Linked DNA regions of Sus scrofa: region 2 is linked to region 1. A link is a contact called in public HiChIP or PLAC-seq data. All regions are on one chromosome and are shown on one strand. Each heading gives the region's core, a stretch centred on a gene start, on an enhancer-like site or on the middle of the called end of the contact. The rest is flanking DNA. Distances are from core to core; before and after follow the strand shown.

Region 1 (3,707 bases), core at 850-3,349:
TTTGTTGTCTGTCATAACAAAAATTCACTCTTTGAGCTATTTCCCTCACTGGAGGGGTTCTTCATAGTCTGCACCTCTCTAACATTTCTTACTTCTGTTCCCCACATATAGCTGTTAAAAAAAAAAAATCCAGGAGTCCTTGTGGCTCAGTGACTTAAGTACCCAGCTAGCATCCATGAGGATGCAGGTTGGATCCCTGACCTTAATCAGGGGGTTAAGGATCCAACATTGCTGCAAGCTGCAAGGTAAGTTGCATTTGTGGCTCAGATCTGGTGTGGCTATGGCTGTGGCACAGACTGGCAGCTGCAGTTCTGAATCAACCCTAGCCTAGGAACTTCCATATGCTGTGGGTGTGGCTGTAAAAAGAAAAAAAAAAAAATTCCAGTCAAGTCATGCAGCTTCTTCTTTCCAACACATGACCACAGAGGTTCCCTGAGAAGTTGCTCTTCATTTGCTGGCCTGCCTGACATCACTTGGCATTTGTGTGGAAGTATGTGTGTGGATACAAAGCTTAATGACTCATAAATTCATTGCTACTGCTGCTTGAGAGCCTGAGGCTGAAAAATAAAACCAAGCTGACTGGCTCCAATTTCAAACTTTTCATATACGGAGGATATAACACAGTTGTGATTCCTAGAGAAAAAGCAGACGGAAGATCTAGAAAACCCAGGGGAGTGTAGGAAACAGAGTGTCTGTAGTCTTCAAATGGTTGAAAGACAGCCGTAATAATAATTAAGAACTTGTGCTGATTTTATTAGTTTCCTTAAAACTCAAAACGACCATAGAAAGCCACATGGTTAATAAATGATAGAACAGGGAGTTCCCGTCATGGCACAGCGGAAACGAATACAACCAGGAACCATGATTTTGCGGCTCGGATCTAGCATTGCTGCGGCTGTGGTGTAGGCTGGCAGCTGTAGCTCCGATTAGACCCCTTGCCTGGGAAACTCCATATACCGCGGGTGTGGCCCTAAAAGGACAAAAGACAAAAAAAAAAAAAAAAAAAAAAGAACAGGACTTCCATTCATTCTCTGCCTACAGAGCCCCAAGTCTTAACCATTACACTCTATTGCCACATCAGGGAAAAACTATTTTATCTAGACCCAGAGGATACTACTAGGAATAACAGATCAAATTTCTAAGGAAACAAATTTCAAGTTAAGGTCTATGCTACCCATCGATATTGGGAGGTCCCGGCCTTCCTGAAAATGTGAGAACTAGGGCAATGATCTTCCGGAAAGGTAGACCTGGAACTTACCTGCAATTCTGACTTTGACACCATTACTAAATTTTATCACAAATCCATAAACATCATGGATTACTCAATTTTAACAACAGGTTTTGATATAAGATTACACAATTGACCAGAAAGCCAAATGGTGCTGTGGGCCATTGCTCACCTTTATAATATTTGCACAGAACCGCTCCCAAAATGACAGCTCTCCTTCCTTGATCCATGACATAGTTCTTGCGCCAGCTGGAGAAGCAAAGAACAATTAGACACCAACCAGGTCACCTTGTATAAACAAGAAAGAGAATCAGACGTCTCCATGGCTTGCAAACAACCATGGCTGACTTGCAGAGATTCACCAGAACAGTATAGAGTGGCCAGCATTAGAATCCAAAAATGCTGGTCTAAACCTCTAGTCTTTCACCACCCAGAGTTTATAAGCCAATGGGACTTTTGGGACAGAGGCCTTTCCTTGTGTCTCTGAGCTTGGTGGACTTTGCTCCCATCCCCTTTTTTTCTGTGTCTGCATTGCCTTTTTGTGAACATGTAAGCCTGCTTCCTGCCACATCCACATTGTGTTGTCTATACCCTGATCCTTTCCCCTTCTTCCTTCTTCATCTTCTCCCCAGGCCGTTTCCTACTCTCGGCGCTCCAGGTCACTAACCCCTTCAGCTGTAGCACCCGTTACCCCTCTTACCTGAGAGGTTTCCCAATTATTTACTCCCTTACTCCCTCACTTGTCTCTTCCACTGCCTTCTTTGTCCCTACCACAGCTGCCTCCAGTCCAGTCATCTCTCTCCTCTAGCCCACCCCTTGAACACAGCACCTTGACAGGTTCCGCCGGCGCCTTCCAATCGCTCTAGTGGACGGACACTTTCTCACGATGTGGCGCTGGAAGAACACGTCATCGACGGGCGCTGGGACACGCCCCTCCGGTCACCTAACGGGCGGGGCCCTGGCCTGCGCCTGCGCGTTCGGAGGAGGAGAGGCGCGAGAGTTCCTGGCAGTTCACATTCCCGGGGAGGGGCGGGGCAAAGGGGAAAAGTTGCGCTCGCGTGACGGAACTGGGAGGGCACTCCTATGGGCCGCGTGCTGAGAACAGGGCTGAGGAAGGCAGGGTTCGGACCACCTGAGAGAGCCCAGAAGTCTGTAGACCTTCCGGCCGGTTAGGTTACAGGGCTAGTTTCTGAAAGGCAGCGACTTCTCCGCCACTGATGGCAGTTTTGGATTTAAAAGGGCTAAGGCAGCGTCCTGCCAGCCAGAAGTTCTCAGAACTGGCTTTAGAACTCTGGTATAAGTCTTAAAAATCCTGGTTTTATACGGTTTTTGAGTGGATTTAATCATTTGCGAAGTTCCTAGCCCTAGCCAGTCTCACAGAGGCATTTAATACCAATCCATTTTGTGCTGACATAAGGCATTCAAGATTTTTGGATTTGCATTCTCAGGCCCTACCCCAAAGAACTCAAAAAAAAAAAAAAAAAAAAAAAAAAAAAAGAGGTTAAAGCCGGAAGGATGGCTTCTGAAATCTAAGAGACCATCGACTAACCCTGACAGAAAAATCAAGGGCATTCATTCTGTACCAAATCTTTAAGGAAAAGGGTTGCAGAAGTTTGAGGTACTAACTTACAAAAGAAATTGGGAGTTTGGTTTCCTCAGAATTATAGGAGAGTCCTGTGTGGCTCAGCAGTAAGCATCCTGACTAGAATCCAAGAAGAGTTTGGTTTGATCCCTGGCCTCACTCAGTGGGTTAGAGATTTGGTGTTGCAGCAGTCCGATGCATAGGCCGGAGATGCGGCTTGGATCTGATATTGCTGTAGCTGTGGTGTAGGCTGGCAGCTGCAGCTCCGATTAGACCCCTAGCCTGTGAACTTCCATATGCCCTGGTGCAGCCCTAAAAAGAAAAAAAAAAAAAAAAATATATATATATATATATATATATGGGAAAAAAAATATATATATATATGGGAAAAAATATATATATATTAGGGGGAAAAAAACAAACTTTACCTAAGAACCTTCTTGTAGTTTTACTTGGGATTAGTTTTATCAAGGAAACAAGGCAAGGACGATATTGCAGTGGCAACCCCCAGCTCACTACCTGTGTCTCCTATTTTTTCTGATGAGTTGCTTTCAACAGAGTGAAATGATTAAAGTACTCTAAAATGAGTAACTCACCCATGAATGTCTATTAAGCTTTTCCACCCATCCTGCTTTGCATCCAGGTTAGTTTCTGCCTAGCCAATTACTTCAATTTTGCAGGAAAACCATTTACTTAAACAAAATAGGTGCTACTTTTAACATCTGTGGTCAGCTTTGACTTTTGGTAATAAGTCCCTAGTGTGATGTATGAAAATTCTGTTAATGTTTTCTTGCACTTTGTAATAGTTGGTTTGTCTCCAAGTCTTTTTTAGACCCTCCTTCACTTAAAGGGAGCTAGGTATTTAAAAATACAATGTTCATTAGGCTAAAACCAAAA
Region 2 (3,707 bases), core at 303-2,802, 310 kb before region 1:
AATATCTCCAGAAAAACCTGCCATGAGCAACAGTTCTCTTTCCTCAGCACAAGGGGGCGCCTGTTGCTTACTCCATCACCAGGAGGCCAGGAGGAAGGGAGGGGCTCCCAACGCCAAACGGGTTTGCTCATCAAAATTCAGTTCAAAAGCAAGCTTCTGAAATCCCCAGAGAGCAGCGGTAGTTTGTGAATCTACCCAACAGTTCCAATATCTGACTCGCTGAATCGAAAGGATTCGCGGGAACAGGCACAGCCAGCCTCACACGTCCGCTGGTTGCCTATCCTAGCGTTTATTCACTTTTTCCCTTCTTTCACTTCCCACCCACATGCAGAGGAGTTGGGAACAGAAGAGCACGTAACCCACCTCTGCCTCTTCACCAGGCTTCCATTCTTCCTTTCCTCTCTCTAGAGTCAAGCTCTAGACCCAGCGACAACAGAAGACGTGCAGCCTACCCTTAACTTACAGGTAAACCGAGTGAAAATAAAACCAGTGAGCTCCCTCTCTGCTCATTGAGGGCCTCACTTCCCAACAACCCCTCTAACGAAATCACAGATTCTGAACTGGCAGGGCACTTAGAGAGCAACCAGTTTTACCCTGTTTTCCTGTGAGATAAATATGCCCAGGGTAATAAAATCTCCAGAGTTTTTCCACCAGAGATCTCATTACACCCCATGAGGCCTGTGTAATTACAATCGCCATTTTATGGATGTGGAAACTGAGGCTCGCTGGGGTCAGGTGGCACAGCCAAAGCAATATTTAAAGAGAATGTCTTTTCTTTTCCTTTTTTTCCCTTCTGAAACCTCATAGTCTACCAGCCCTCACTCCTGCCAAAAGGGTTGCAGTCTTCCAGAAACTGGATTACAAGCCGGGTCTCCAAGCCCAGTACTTGTCTGACAGCGCAAGCTCTTGCTGTTTGTACTCAAGGCAGGGAGGGCCCAATCTGGGCCGATAGGAAAACCTGTGGAATTGGAGCCCTAGTTTCTCTGGATAAGATTAACATCCTCTGTGGGGTAGGGAGGTCGCTCTGACCCAAGGTCCTCAGGACCAGAGGTTTTGCTAGCTGCCGCGAGGCAGAGGCCATCTTTCCCAAGCCCAGCCGGGTCCGAAGCCCGTTCTCGCGTTCTCCTTTTCGGACGTAGTCCCAACCAGGGACTGGGCATCTCCTCTCCACAAAGGGGACACGGCTCAGCGGTTAACTCCCGAGGGAACCGGTGGGGCCCGGTCCGGCCTAGGGCCGGAAGGCAGGGGCGGGCTGCAGGCTGTAAAGGAAGAGGCGGCACTGGGAGGCCGCTATGGCGGAGGGGCGGGGCTCCTCGCTTCTCGCGGCCTCCGCCTCATTTCCCTCGGCCTCCGTTTGACAACTTCCCTCCCCCTGGAACTCCTAGGCTCCCAAGCTGGCGCCGGGTCCCCGGCACCCGCTGCTCTCAACCTCCCAGGCGGGGCCCGAACCTTAGCTCGTCCATCCGGGGCCCCGAGCGGTCGCGCCTGCGCACTGGCTCCGCCGATGGCGGCCCCGCCCCGCTCCTGCCGGGATTCTGAGCTGCCCCGCCCCCCTCCGCGGCGGCCATGTTGACTCCGGGCGAGTGGGGCGGGGACGAAGGATCTCGCGGTTCCGCGCCAACCCCACCCCCACCCCACCCCCGCATTGGCACCTTCCTGCCTTGGTGACACCTGAGGAATTCCAACTCCTCAAGCCCCTTCCCCCGCCTTCATTTAGCCCGTCGGGGCTGCTGGCTTAGAGTCGATGCTCTTGGCCCAGTTCCGCCCCGCAAACACCAACTGAGTTGCCCTGTGGGCCGAGGCTCTCGGAGTTGGGGGCTGCCCTGCGGCCTCTTCGCAGAAGCCCGAGCCGCACTTTCCCTGCTGTTCGGCAACAACAGGTCAGCACAGGGCCTGGAGCAATAGCTGTTCTTCTTTGAATAGAAAAAGAAGCCTTTTGGGGTTTCTGTGGCCAGCAGCGGCACCGTGCGTCCTGGTTGTGAAGAAAGTGGGGGTTCCCCCTGGCTTTCCCCTCCTCCAGCTACTAAAGACCTGTCCTGCTTCGGTCCTCAGCCCCAGCTCAGGTGACTAATGAGGATGGTGAAGGAAACTTTAGAGGACCCCCCCACACCGCCCCGGGACTCCTTCAAGCAGTTTCTCTCGTAGGAAGCGGGGCCAAAAAAGAAAAAAAAAAAAGAAGAAGCAGCTAACTCAACAAAACTGTCTGTTAGGGAGGAGCGGCCAGTTGGTGCCCCTGTAACGGAAACTGTTAGAACAACTTTGCACCCTCCTTAAAGGAAATAGATAATAAATCCTTCTCCGTTGGTGGATTTCTCATTTCTCAGGATTCCAAAGCCCTCTGTGGTTTCAGTTATCTGCCCTCCAAACGAAGCTAGGGTCTGTGTTAGCTTCTGGCCACAGCCCTGGCTGAGGGAGGGGTTTATCTTCCGCAGCAGCTAATAGGGTGGGAACAAAAGAACTGTTTGCTATCTCTCCAAGCAATGACAACTAGCCCACAGCAGTTCTGGGGGGCCAGAGACTGGATCTTTTGATTCTTTATTGCTCATTTTAGGTCCTGAGACCTAAACTTCCTCAGGTTTTGTTGCGTTTAAGGTGGATAAATCACATTTTCATCCTGGTGTGTTGGAGGAGAAGGGGTAAAATGGAGTTTAAAAGACTCTTCTCCCAGGTTTTATGGTGACATACCTTGTTCTCAAAAGCTCCAGAGGCATGTGAGTGAATCAGCAAAGCTGTGGGGCACACTGCTGACTGGGGCCTAAGGTTGTGGCTTGAATCTCTAGAAGTCTATGAGGCTCCAAGCAGCACTCTGTTTGCAGAAACAAAATTGAGAAATGAACTATCCTTCCTTTGTGAGAAAGACATGCATTCTTAAGGTTCCCTCTGTCCACATCAAGTTTCCTCAAAAATCTATTTGTAAAAAGGACAGGGGCCTCTTCTGACAAGTCAGAATGTTTTCTAAAGCTCAGCTGTCATCCTTCAGATCTTCAGCTCTACTTTCTTGCAATTTCTCCTTCCTTTCCTTCTCAACTACCCACCCCCTCCTCTTCCGCTCTGTTTCCTGTTTCATTTTCTGGCTCCTGCTCCGACTGGAAAACAAGGAAGCTGAATCTCTGCTCTGAAAGCTCTGGCTTATCAGAATGGAAGAAGACTAGGTGGGATGGGAGGGGGGTTCTGGGCCTCCAAGGCTGTGAGTAAGTAGTGGAGGAGGCAGCTCACTCCAGTCTGCGTTTAGAGTCTGCAGCTAAAATGGAGCCTGTATCTACACGGGGAACCAGCTGAGCGGCCAGCACTGTGGGAGAGCCAGGGAGGCAGAGATGTATCCCAGGGCTCCCAAATTATTCTCCACCACCCAGCCACTTATATTAAGAAGGAAATACCAAAGGAAAAAAAAAAAAAAAAAAGCAGCAGCAAATATCCTACACCACCAAGAAAAACTCTCATAATTCAAATTCCCAACTGAACAATGCAAGCGGTGCATTACTATTAGTAGGGTCCTAGAATGTAAGAGTTACATTTCTGTTTCTTGAACTTGCCTGGCTCTGATCTTGCTGTTTACCATGCTTGAAATGCTTCACTGCCAACCACCCCTTGGCCAGCCCACTACATTCAGGTCTTAGCTGAAAAGACCTGAACAAAGAGCTGATAAAGATGGGCTATTATAACTCTCTAAACAAAAAGTGGAGCAAATGATTTTCCCACTGAAGATG

Evidence for each region. HiChIP or PLAC-seq counts read pairs in DNA pulled down with a chosen protein or histone mark.
Region 2: an H3K27ac HiChIP or PLAC-seq map of alveolar macrophages shows a contact between it and region 1. The contact joins the promoter of PIGV here to the promoter of DHDDS in region 1. A contact is called at or near these places in 1 of 5 promoter capture datasets (fetal liver) and 1 of 2 datasets of contacts at active chromatin or transcription factors (alveolar macrophages).

Annotation. Positions count from the first base shown.
Region 1 is chr6:83,821,654-83,825,360 of Sscrofa11.1, reverse strand. DHDDS (dehydrodolichyl diphosphate synthase subunit) reads right to left here and starts at 2,099. Exons shown (of 9, transcript NM_001244123.1): 1 at 2,058-2,099; 2 at 1,401-1,477. The coding sequence starts at 1,463.
Region 2 is chr6:84,127,756-84,131,462 of Sscrofa11.1, reverse strand. It overlaps PIGV (GPI mannosyltransferase 2), which reads right to left and starts at 1,552. Exons shown (of 4, transcript XM_003356221.4): 1 at 1,450-1,552.